Linked DNA regions of Sus scrofa: region 1 is linked to region 2. A link is a contact called in public HiChIP or PLAC-seq data. All regions are on one chromosome and are shown on one strand. The core of a region is the stretch at or near the end of the contact, and the rest is flanking DNA. Distances in the headings are between cores, read along the strand shown.

Region 1 (5,486 bases), core at 2,720-5,219, 100 kb after region 2:
ATCTTGAAGAGGTATTTGCTGCCCCGTGTGTGCACAGCAGCACGATTTACAGGAGCCAGGACACGGAACAGCCGAAGCGCTGTTGACAGCTGAGGATGGAGACCAAGTGATATTTCTGTTATTCGGCCACAGCAAACAAGGCACTCCGGCCTTGCAACAGCATGGATAGACCTTGAGGGCAAGCATGCCACGTGAAACAAGTCAGACCCAAAAAGACAAAAACTAGATCGTGTCACGTACATGTGGAATCTAAAAAGCCCAAACGCACAGACACAGAAAACAGTACTTGTTGCCAGAGGCAGGTGGGGGCAGGGCTGGGTTGGGGGGGGCTTGAAATGAGTGAAGGGGTCAAAAGGTCCAAACTTCATTATAAAATAAATAAATCATGGGGTGGAATCACAGCGTGGCGACGAAAGATAACACAGCTCTATCATCTATTCGAAAGTGGCCAAGAATGGATCTTAAAGGTTTTCATCATGACAAAAAAAATTACTCCGGGAAATCTACTCAGTGCTCTGGCCTCTGTGGGGAAAGAGTCTGAGAAAGAAAGGATGCAGGTGTAACCGATTCATTTTGCTGCCTCCTGAAACAAACACAACACTGTAAGTCAACCACACGCTCCAGTGAAATTTTTCAAAGAAAGAAAAAAAGTTTTGACGACGTGAGGTGATGTGCGTTAACTAAACGTACTGTGATCAGTTCATACTACACACAATTATTTAAAATTTTTTAAGTTTGAGTTTTAAAAATTCAAGCTTATACGGTTAGGCTCTTTTTTTTAAGTTTGAGTTAAAGGTTTGTATGTGTGTGAGACGGGGTCCCTTTGCTGCACAGGAGAAAACTGACAGAACACTGTAAACCAACCATAAAGGAAAGAATAAAAATCTTTTAAAAAGTTTAAGAGGCAGCCAACTCAATAAAACTACTGTATCAAACTCCTTCCCTCGTATTGGTTTTTGACTTAGCAAAGAAGGCCAGATGGCCCATCTCTGCAGACAGGTTGGCCCTCTCATGGGCACACGCGCCGAGTGAATGCTGGGGGGGCAGGGGGGGGATGGTGGAGGGGAGGGAAGATGGGGGGTGGAGATGGGGGGGTGGGGGTCTAGAGGGGTGAGGACTGACGGTTCAACACTGAGCAGACTCCTAGGAGTACCAGGGCCTGCCTCCGAGAGAGCCTGACTTCGTCTGGAGCTTCGCTTTCCCTTCTGTAAGTTGGGGCTGCAGGCCCCAGGTTGGCCCAGAATGATGCAGAAGTGCAGACAGAGGGCCCCAGGGCGGAAGAGGAAGCGCTTACATCCGGACTGAGGAAGGGAAGGACTGATAAGGAGGCAGCCTCCCAGGAGAGGGGAACAGGGAGAGTGCATGAGGCCCCAAGGCAGAACCTGGAGCCACCCTGCAACACTGGGCATCCCCAGGGACCTGCCCCATCCACACCCCACTGCTCGCAGGCCCGGGGCACTTGGGAGTAAATGCCAGCAGCTCCAGGCCGCGTGCTCTCCAGACCAAAGGGTCACTGCAATGGACCTTCCTGGTCACCCTGGGTCCTGCACCAAGGACCGTTCTGACCCCCAAGCCAGCTGGCCACGGGCAGGCTGCGGGCACAAACCTCCCCCCAGGACCATATGCCAATTCAGCTCTACAGTCACTGCAAACACGGAGGCCGGAGCGCAGCTCGCTCACGCCCTCCCTGCAGCCTCATGCGATTCCTTCCTCACCTTCATCCCGCTGCCAAGCTGGCGTCCAGCATCCCCCCACCGCCCTCCAGAGAGTCCTCCTCAGTGCACCTTCCCCAGAGCTCCCCCAGAGGTCAAATCGGAGCTGCAGCCACCCGCCTACACCACAGTCACAGCAATGCGGGACCCAAGCCACATCTGCGACCTACACCACAGCTCGCAGCAACGCCAGATCCTTAACCCACTGAGCAAGGCCAGGGATTGAACCCGAGTCCTCATGGATACTAGTTGGGTTCATTAACCGCTGAGCCACGAAAGAAACTCCCACTAACCAGGTTCTTAACCCTCTGAGCCACAACGGGAACTCCACCTCTCTCCCCATCTTTAGTAAAGATGTGTGTGTGAAAAGCGCTTCAGACTCTTTGGTGCTAAAAAAGGAGAAACGAGAGCCCAGTGAAGGAAGGAGATGCCATGCGGCTCCGCCGCTCTCCTGTCAGGGAGGCAACGGGGCGGTCCTGGCACACATGCTGGCTAAGAGCTGCAGCCCTCACTGCTGAGCTGACCGGTTGGGGTTTGGGTCCAGGGTGCCGAAGTTCTGGGTTTTCAAGAGAAGCTGGCAATCCAGAGTTTAACGCGAATTCTGCTATTTGACAGGGGGCGCCCGACTGAAATGTTCCAATATAATACAGGCCAGCTCGGGGTCGGGGGATGGACAGAGCAGATGGTGGGCCTGACCCAGGCCCGGGGAACAGTGGGTAACCCCTACTCACACCTCTCCTGCCCCTCTGCCCTTGTGCCAGCCTGCACCTCCTCCCTCCTCGAACCCCAGAAATTTCAGGGAAAGGCAGGTCGGTCTGGGGACCCTTCCTCTCGGCTGACCAGTGGCTCTGATGCTGCCTCTGTGACCAGGCCCACAGCCCCAGCATTCTCTCCGCCCTCCTCCCAGCAATGAATGTCACCCTGTCACCCACAGCCCCTCCCCTTCCACTCCAGCTGCTCCTGCTCCAGACCACGGAGTGAGCCGGCCAGGGCTGGAGCCCACGACTAACCCTGCTTCCCTCTGAAGCAGACACCAAGCTGATGACAGGAACTCTAAGGAGCCACTCCCAGAAGGAGAGCCACCCACCTGGACTCTGGACAAACTTAGCAGAGGAAGTGACACCTGGGCTGAGTCCTGGGGAGGGGGCAGGGCTGAGCCAGGAGCAGGGGGCAGGGGTTGGGGGAATGTTCCAAGGAGAGGGGGCATCTCAGGGGAAGGGCCCAACGCTGGGAGAGCCCGGTGGGTCCAGAGACGGACAGCAATCCGCCAAGGCTGGCCAGTGGCCCGTGGGGCACTCTGGGGGCAGGAGAACGACGGGGGAGCTGGAGCCTAGAGCCAGGAGCTTGATGCCAAGGCCTGGGACTGGGGACAGAGTCAGAGGTGTCCTGGAGGATCGAGAAGCAGGGCTGCTGTGTGGGAGAGTCTCCCTGGGGCTCGGGGTGACGAGGGGTTTCCACATTTGCCTCTGGCTCCCAGCCTACCTCACCGTTGCCCCAAGTCACTCTTCCTAAGCAGGAGTGTGCTCCCTGCTCACACTCCCAGGGCCCCCCCTGCGGAATAAAGAGTCATCCCTAGCCAGGCATTTGAGGGCCCCAGAGGTCTGGAACTCTCCTCACCTGCCCTCCCCCTGCCCTGCAGGGCTCCAAGCTGCACCTGCTCAGACCAGCGCTGTGGGCCGGGCACACCTGCGCCTTCCTACTGCCCTGCCCGCGCCCATCTGTCCGGCGACATCAGACCTCCCCCGGCGGGGGAAGAGGACTCCTGTGCACACGGGAAGCGTGAGCAGATCCAAGCTTCCGGAGGGCACCCCGGCATTAAACTCCAAATGCACAGGCGTGCCCACGCCAGCCGGCCCACAGACAGGAAGCCTTCCCACAGATGTTTCCGCACACGATGAAACCAAGTGTGTTCAAGGTCACTCACTGCAAAGCTGTTTGTCATGCAGAAGACTGGCCATGTCCTAAATGTCCACCAATAAGGAGTTAGACTAAACGACAGCCACCCTGCGCCAGCCCGCACGGCCTCCGGCGAGAGGGAGGAATGGGCTCCGAGCGGCACTGCTGGATGTAGAAAAGCAAAGCGCAGGATGATGGGAACCAGGTGTCTACACCTGCAGGCCCAGCGCAGACAGTCTCTGGAGGGCGGCCAGGGAAACCAGAAGCTTCCACGGCCCGAGAGGGGAACTAGGGACAGAGCTGGAGGGAAACCTCGCTGAGATGCCTCCACGTCTTCTGAATGTGAAACCATGTCAACCCGGGGCTTCCCACTGCAGCTCGGCGGAAACGGAACTGAGAGTAGCATCCAAGAGGAGGAGGGCTCAGCCCCAGGCTTCGCTCAGTGGATGAAGAATCCGGCATTGTCATGAGCTGGGGCTGTGGCACAGGCCAGCAGCTGCAGTTCCGATTCAACCCCTAGCTTGGGAACTTCCATAGGCTGCACCTGAGGCCCTAAAAAGCAAAAAGCAAAAACAAAAAACAAAAAAAACATATTGACCTGGAGTTCGCTGGCAGCTCAGTGTGTTAATTATCTGATCGTCACTGTAGCGGCCTGGGTCACTGCTGTGGCGCAGGTTCGATCCCTGCTTCAGGAACTTCCCATCCAAAAAAAAAAAAAAAAAAAATCTGGGGAGTTCCTGTCGTGGTACAGTGGAAACAAATCTGACTAGCATCTACAAGGACGCAGGTTCGATTCCTGGCCTCACTCAGTGGGTTAAGGAGCCAGCATTACCGTGAGCTGTGGTGTAGGTCGCAGATCTGGCGTTGCTGTGGCGTAGGCCGGCAGCTACAGCTCTGATTCGACCTCTAGCCTGGGAACTTTCATATGCAGCCGATGCAGCCATAAAATAAAATAAATCTGTCAGTGAAAACCATGTCAACCTGTTCGAAGAAATTGATGGTCTTTAAAAATCTCTTCAAAGCACCAGCCCTCAGCAAGGCCTTCCCTGAACTCACCAAGTCAAGACCACCATCTCCTGGACTGGTCGGCGCCCAGCCCCCATCCTACCTTTCTGCCAGTTCCCAGAGGGCAGAAGGGAGGCAGAGGAAGAGGATGGGAGATGCCACTCCAGGAGCAGAGGGCAGGCAAGGGACAGCCTGGGGGGCGGAGGAAGCACCCTGTTCCCCACCGAGTTCCATGTGCCCTGGGGGCAGGCCCTGTCCCTCTGCTCCTCAGAGTCCCCCCCAAGGCTGAGGTGGTGCAGGCCCTACAGAGAGGCCTTTGTACTGGGTCAAACTGTGTCCCCAAAGGACTAGTTCAAGGCCCAACCCCTCAAACCTGTGAATGGGACCTTATCTGAAAACAGGGTCTCTGAGTTCAGGTGAGGTTGGTAGGATGCCCAGTTCCTACGAGCAGACCCTTAGAAGAGGGAAATCTGGACACACACAGGGGAGGCCATGTGCCAACAGAGGCAGAGACACTGGCCAAGGCACCCAGGAACCAGCAGCAGCCCCCAAAGCTGGAAGAGGTGAGGAGGGCTCTTCCTGGAGACGAATGACTCACAGAGGGGAAGTGGCCCTGCCCAGCCCTGGGCTGGGGCTTCTGGCCTCCAGGCTGGGAGAACATTCGCTTCTGTTGTTTGAAGAGTGTGTGGCCACTGTCACAGCGACCCCGGTAAGCCCAGGCAGGCTGCGCCCCTGCAGGCCCCCCACCCGTGAGGCCCCCGCCTGCAGCCAGCTCGGGTCCTGCTCCCTGCGCCCAGCCAGCCCAGGGCAGGCCCCCCAGTATCTCCGATTCTGACACGAAGATGTCAGCGCTAAAATTCAGGCGCCGAGTTC
Region 2 (5,351 bases), core at 2,531-5,030:
TCAGAGCTACAGCTGCTGGCCTACACCACAGCCACAGCAACTTGGAATCCAAGCCGCATCTGTGACCTTCACAGCAACACCGGATTCCCGACCTACTGAGCAAGGGCAGGGACTGAACCCGCGTCCTTATGGATACTAGTCAGATTCGTTTCTGCTGCACCACGGAGGGAACTCTGGAAAGGTGATGGTTCAAGGTAGGAGTCTTGAGTTTCAGAAACACAAGTTTTAAAACTGCTGTGCAATAACCTGCCACTGGGGGTCGCCAGTGTCCCCAGGTACCAGGCGCTGCAATGGGATAACTAGGGGCCCAGACTGGACTTTCCCAAAGAGGTGATGGGTTTTCTGAAACAGAACAACCTCCATTGCTCATGTTAAATCTGACACATGACCTTGGCCTCATCAAGAGCAGCTTCTAATGAAAATCGGCTAAGCTCTAAGCTGCCACCTTAGGGGCAGAAGGCACTCCCCAAAGCCCCATCTCTGTCCTCATCCCACTGGGGTGCTCCAGATCTAAGTTAAAGAGCCAGAAAAGCAGTACGACAGATGGAGTACCAGCTCCTAAAATCACCCAGAGTTTAAGTACCTCACAAAAAGTGCTAAGGATTAAGTGAGTTCTTTGGACTTTATCACTTGAAATGTGTCGGGGAACACGTGTACCTATTTAAAGAAGAACAATAGTTGCAAATACACTGAAACCCTCTGAACTGTACACGTGGACATGGTGGATGTTACCGTATCTGAATGAAAATATAGTTTAAAATCCTTGAAGAGAGATGGGTATCACATCCGATACCATACCTGGGTCCCAATACTCCAGTAAAACCACCCGACATAAGAAGGATGCCGGAACCAGGCGTAGACTCCGCTGGTCACCAGAGTATGGGTTTCCGATTTTTCATTCTGCACCACGTGGTTGAAGTTGGAACCAGCTGTAAACATGGCCGCTTTCCGCAGACATTCTCCGAAGACCACCATCAGCAGCCCGGTGGCACTGAGCCAGGTGATCTGCTTCAGTTCTGCAGGACAGAGACGGTGACAAGCGGGAATACAGACCGGGGCCTCCCGAGTTCTCCCTTTGGATGCTTCAAATGGACCTATTTTTCCAAAGGCAGGAGCCCTAGAAAACATGCTAGTGGGCAACTGGCATTTGTGAACACATTAAAATTTAATTAGAAGCACAACAGATGTGTTTCTCGAGTCACAGAAGATGAACAGATACAGCTCTCCTGACGGTCAAACTGGGATTCCCGCTATCCAAGGCTGGGCCTTCACCTGAGACGGGTCCAATGTTAGGCCAGGCCTAAGGGGAAGGTCAACACGTCCTCCACCCCAAACCCGTGGGGAGCGGATTCCCAGGCGGAGCTTGGCCTTTGTAAGGAGCTTAGTGACGATAGAGGCCTGGGGAAAAGTACTCGGCGGGGATTAGAGCTGAGAAGGTGACCCCACGTCACTGTCCTCAGGGCCACGTGGAAGCCACCGTCTCCCCTCTGAAAGCAAAGCAGGGCACACTGACCTGGCCAGAAGATATTTTCAAGGGTGAACTCTATCCAAGAAGAAAGAGCGGCTACTGTATACTCCAGGCTGTGATTCAGGAGAAAGGAATCCAAGGACAGGCTCTTGGGGTTGTTGACTGCTGTGACCAAGTATTCGGAATAGTGGAATAAGGACAGAGAGCACATATACCTATTTATACACACAAAGAAAGAGAGGTAACTTGGGGCAAGGGAATCCAGGCAGCTGTAAGTCGAAGTCCGGATCTGGTCTGAACTGCCCCTGAATTCTAGGATGAGGACCTGCTGTCGTCTGTCTGAGAGTGGCCGTCAGGCACCCACATGTAGCTTTACTCCCTGAGGTTTTAAAGGGACTACGTTTGTGAATGTCACTGGGGGGGGGGGAGAAACCCCAAAACAAGAAACATAGGTTAGGAAGGCATTATGGGCCTGCAGCCTTTTTTTTTTTTTCAATGACACTACACACAGTAAAACATGAAAGAGGGAAGTATCAAAATAAAGTCGTGATGTATGTAAAATACAAAAATTCCAAAAAACTGAAATAATTCCAGCAAAGAAGGATTAGATGGCTCAGAGTATTGATAAGAGGAGATAAAGCTTTTTACCTTGAAGCCACTGGTTCATATCCAGGTCAGGGACTAGAAGGCTCAAGGGACTGAAATCGCAGTGTAGGGAAAAATCCTACACTGGCCGTGGGGGATGCACTAGATGTGACCTAATAGAAATTAGAGACGGAAAAGGCCTGTGAAGACGAGCCAGAGCCTCGCCCCTTCCTGTCACTGAGACCTGCACCCTCTTCTGGGAAGGGCTGGTCACATTACCGAATGTGCTGGGGCGGCAGTAAGGGCACCTGTTGGGGGAGGGGGTTGCCGGGGAGACCTGTTTCCACCTGCAACAGAAGCAACCAAGGGGCACAGGGCACACGTTCTCACGGTCCGAGATGCAGGCACCTAGCATTCTAGCGACCTCCTCTCCTTAGAACCCTCAATAGCCTTCAGCCAGCCAGGGATGCAGAAGGACCGCTACTGACCCTCTGATCAGCCCACCCAGACCTCAAAACTCTCATTTCCGAAGCACTTCTTACCAGCCAAAGTGATTCCAAGAAGACTGGCTAAAACTTAGCAGCACTCCACAGCCAAACACAAAGCCAAGGAAGCAGGCTCGGATGGCTATCTGAAATGGACCCAAAAGAAGCTCAGTCACCTGGCTGTTCTCAGCATACGTCCCGGCTGCAGGAGCATCACCCTACGTCCTGGGATAAGAAGGCCACGGGCAAGTCCGCAGAGCTCATCTGCTCAGAGGTTAGCAGGGTGAAGCAGGGCTGCCTGGGTTCAAACCCCAAGCCCACCCTTCTCTGGCTCTGTGGTCTTAGGCAAGTCGCTTAACGTCTCTGGACCTCGGTTTCCCCATCTACACAGTGGGGATGACAACAGCACCTACCTTTGAGAACAGCTGTGACCATCACCTGAGTAAAGCACTTAAGAGTAAGTGCTGCCCACGTTTTAGCTACCGTCACTATTATTACTGCAATTGCTACTCAGGGCCGTGGGAAAACTGCGTAAACCTAGCTTATTGGCCGGATGCTTCCAAGTCCACGCAGCGAACCTGGTCGGGGGACCCGGGACTCTGCGCCCAGCCCCCTCCACGTAGCTGCGGGGCCTCTGACCTCAGACTTGACAGCAGATAGTTCTCCACACCTTAAATTACATAAAAGAACTCGTGGGCTCCCTCACTCCCCACCGCACGCGTATCTGCCGCAGCTGCAGAACCGCACCAACTGCAATTTGCCACCCACTCCGCCGGGCGGAGGGGGCCCCCCGCCCCCAGCTCCCGAGACTGTAGAGGAGGGGGCCCTCCTGCCACCTGAACTCGCCGATGCTAAAGAACACCGGCCGGGGGAGGCGGTCTCTCTCGCAGGCCGGGCTCTCGGCCGACCCGACCCAGACCTCGACCCCGGGGGACGGTGCCCCTGCGCCGCGCCCAGCCCGCCCGGCCCCGGGCCCTCGCCAGGCCCTGCCCGGCCTGTACCTGGTAGCGCGGCGGCCGGTAGAGCAGCAGCAGCAGCGCGTTGAGCACGGCCACGTAGAGCGCCAGCCCGGTGCGGCCCTGCAGGCCGGCGCGTGTGAGCAGCGGCAGCGCGAGCACGGAGGCGCCCAGCAGGAAGGTGGCCAGGCTGAGGCGCGCCTCAGAGCCTGGCGGAGCCCGCGCCGCGCAGCCCGCCATGGCGCAGGGCGGCGGACGAGCGGGCCGCCGCGCCGGCTGTAGCCCTGGGAAACCCGCCCCCCGCGCCTGCGCACTGCGCCGCCGACGCCGACAGGGAAGGGCAGCCGCCCGGACCTGCGCGCCTCCCGCGCGCTCTCGCGATACCGCCGCGCCGCGGAGCTGGGGCCCGAATTTGGCGGGAGCGCCCCGCCCCGCGGCCCCGCCCCGCGGTCCCCTGGGGGACCCCTCCCCACCCCGAACCAGGCCGAGTGGCAGCCGGCGGGCGGGGCCGCGGGGCGCCTGGGTCCTCGGCCGAGAAGGCGACCCTGGTGTCTGCCAGGAGTCCGCCCCAAACTCCAGAATGTCCCTGTCCGGAGAAATCACCTGAAAGCCGAAGCGAGCCCACCTTCGCCGGCCCCGCGCGGTCCCACCCGCAACTGACACCCCTGGGCAGCGCGCGGGGACGAGCGGGCCACCCGCCTCCACCCCACCGCGCCCCGCGGGGTCCGCGCGCGCAGGCACGGCCGGCCCTCCGCAGAGTCTCCGAGCGCCCGCTGGGGGCCCAGGCTGCGGGGACGCTGCCCTCGGGGAGCCTGAAATCCCAGCGGGCATCCACGCAGCGGGATGACCGCCCACTTCGGTTCGTGTTCAGGAAGAATGTTGGCAGACAGGTGAAATACACAGGACCTATTAAAAAACAGAATGTGCAAAACTTGACAGTGTGGTCCTGACTCCACTTGGGAAAACCAGAGCTTATGTGTGAGCCTGGGGAAATGATTGACACAGAAGCCAATTTCACGGCGGTAATTGTCAGGTGGACTCGGAAACGTTTTACTGTCTTTTTTATATGTTTTTGGATCTTCCATATGGCCCACAATCAATATATATTACTTTTATCATTAGGAATTTTTCCTTACTTTTTTGAAGGATAAATGTCCGACAGAGGGATGGTGGAGGAGAAAGACAAGTAAGCAAATAACTGGAATAAACTCTGGTGGGGTGGGGGTGAGGTTAGAGAGGGAATGAGAGGGACCCCCAGGGAGAGGCCCGTGATTGGGAGGCTTAGGAGCCTGCATGGAAGAGTGTGTGTACTGGCAGCCGTCCTGCCGCTGAAATGAGAGCAAGGGCATCCACAGGGAGGGAGGGGGAAGGCACAGAGTTTGCAGACAGAGGCAGGAGGAAGCAAGCCTGAGCGATAGGGGACAGGCCCCCAGGGAGCCTGGAACCCAGAGTAGTGGGTCAGAGAGCAATAAAGCCAGGTGGGCTGTGAGCGGCAGGGAGCCGAGCTTGCATCTGAACCCCTAGCCACCCTCCCCTCCTCTGTTCCTGGAGGACCTGGCAGGAGACCTGGCATCTGGACAGCTGGGTTTAGAGAAGGATGGAGAGCCAGCCTCAAGGTCAAAGCAACTGTGTGAGCCTCACCTTCCCCGTAAAATGGAGATCCTGGGAGTTCCCATTGCAGCTCAGTGGATTAAGAACCCGACATAGACTCTGTGAGAATGCGGGTTTGATCCCTGGCCTCGCGCAATGGGTTAAGGGTCCAGCGTTGTTGCAGATGCAGCTCAGATCTGGTGTTGCCCTGGCTGTGCCACAGGTCTCAACTGCAGTTCCAATTCCACCCCCGGCCTGGGAACTTCC

The links. HiChIP or PLAC-seq counts read pairs in DNA pulled down with a chosen protein or histone mark.
Region 1: an H3K27ac HiChIP or PLAC-seq map of alveolar macrophages shows a contact between it and region 2. The contact joins the enhancer-like site here to the promoter of ICMT in region 2. A contact is called at or near these places in 1 of 5 promoter capture datasets (liver), 17 of 47 Hi-C or Micro-C datasets (blood, brain, embryonic fibroblasts and 9 more) and 2 of 2 datasets of contacts at active chromatin or transcription factors (alveolar macrophages and skeletal muscle).

Annotation. Positions count from the first base shown.
Region 1 is chr6:67,225,557-67,231,042 of Sscrofa11.1, forward strand. The region is part of intron 1 of ACOT7 (cytosolic acyl coenzyme A thioester hydrolase); the gene reads right to left. Among named protein-coding and RNA genes, the nearest start is that of ACOT7, 26 kb to the right of the region's middle. Within about 2 kb of position 3,970, at least 22 of the 83 cell types and tissues checked have an H3K27ac peak or open chromatin away from gene starts, as enhancers often do. A contact at or near this core is called in alveolar macrophages, omental adipose tissue, retroperitoneal adipose tissue and 1 more, where this site is marked.
Region 2 is chr6:67,122,128-67,127,478 of Sscrofa11.1, forward strand. ICMT (isoprenylcysteine carboxyl methyltransferase) reads right to left here and starts at 3,781. Exons shown (of 5, transcript NM_001244481.1): 1 at 3,540-3,781; 2 at 2,596-2,684; 3 at 1,514-1,683; 4 at 799-1,016. The coding sequence starts at 3,734.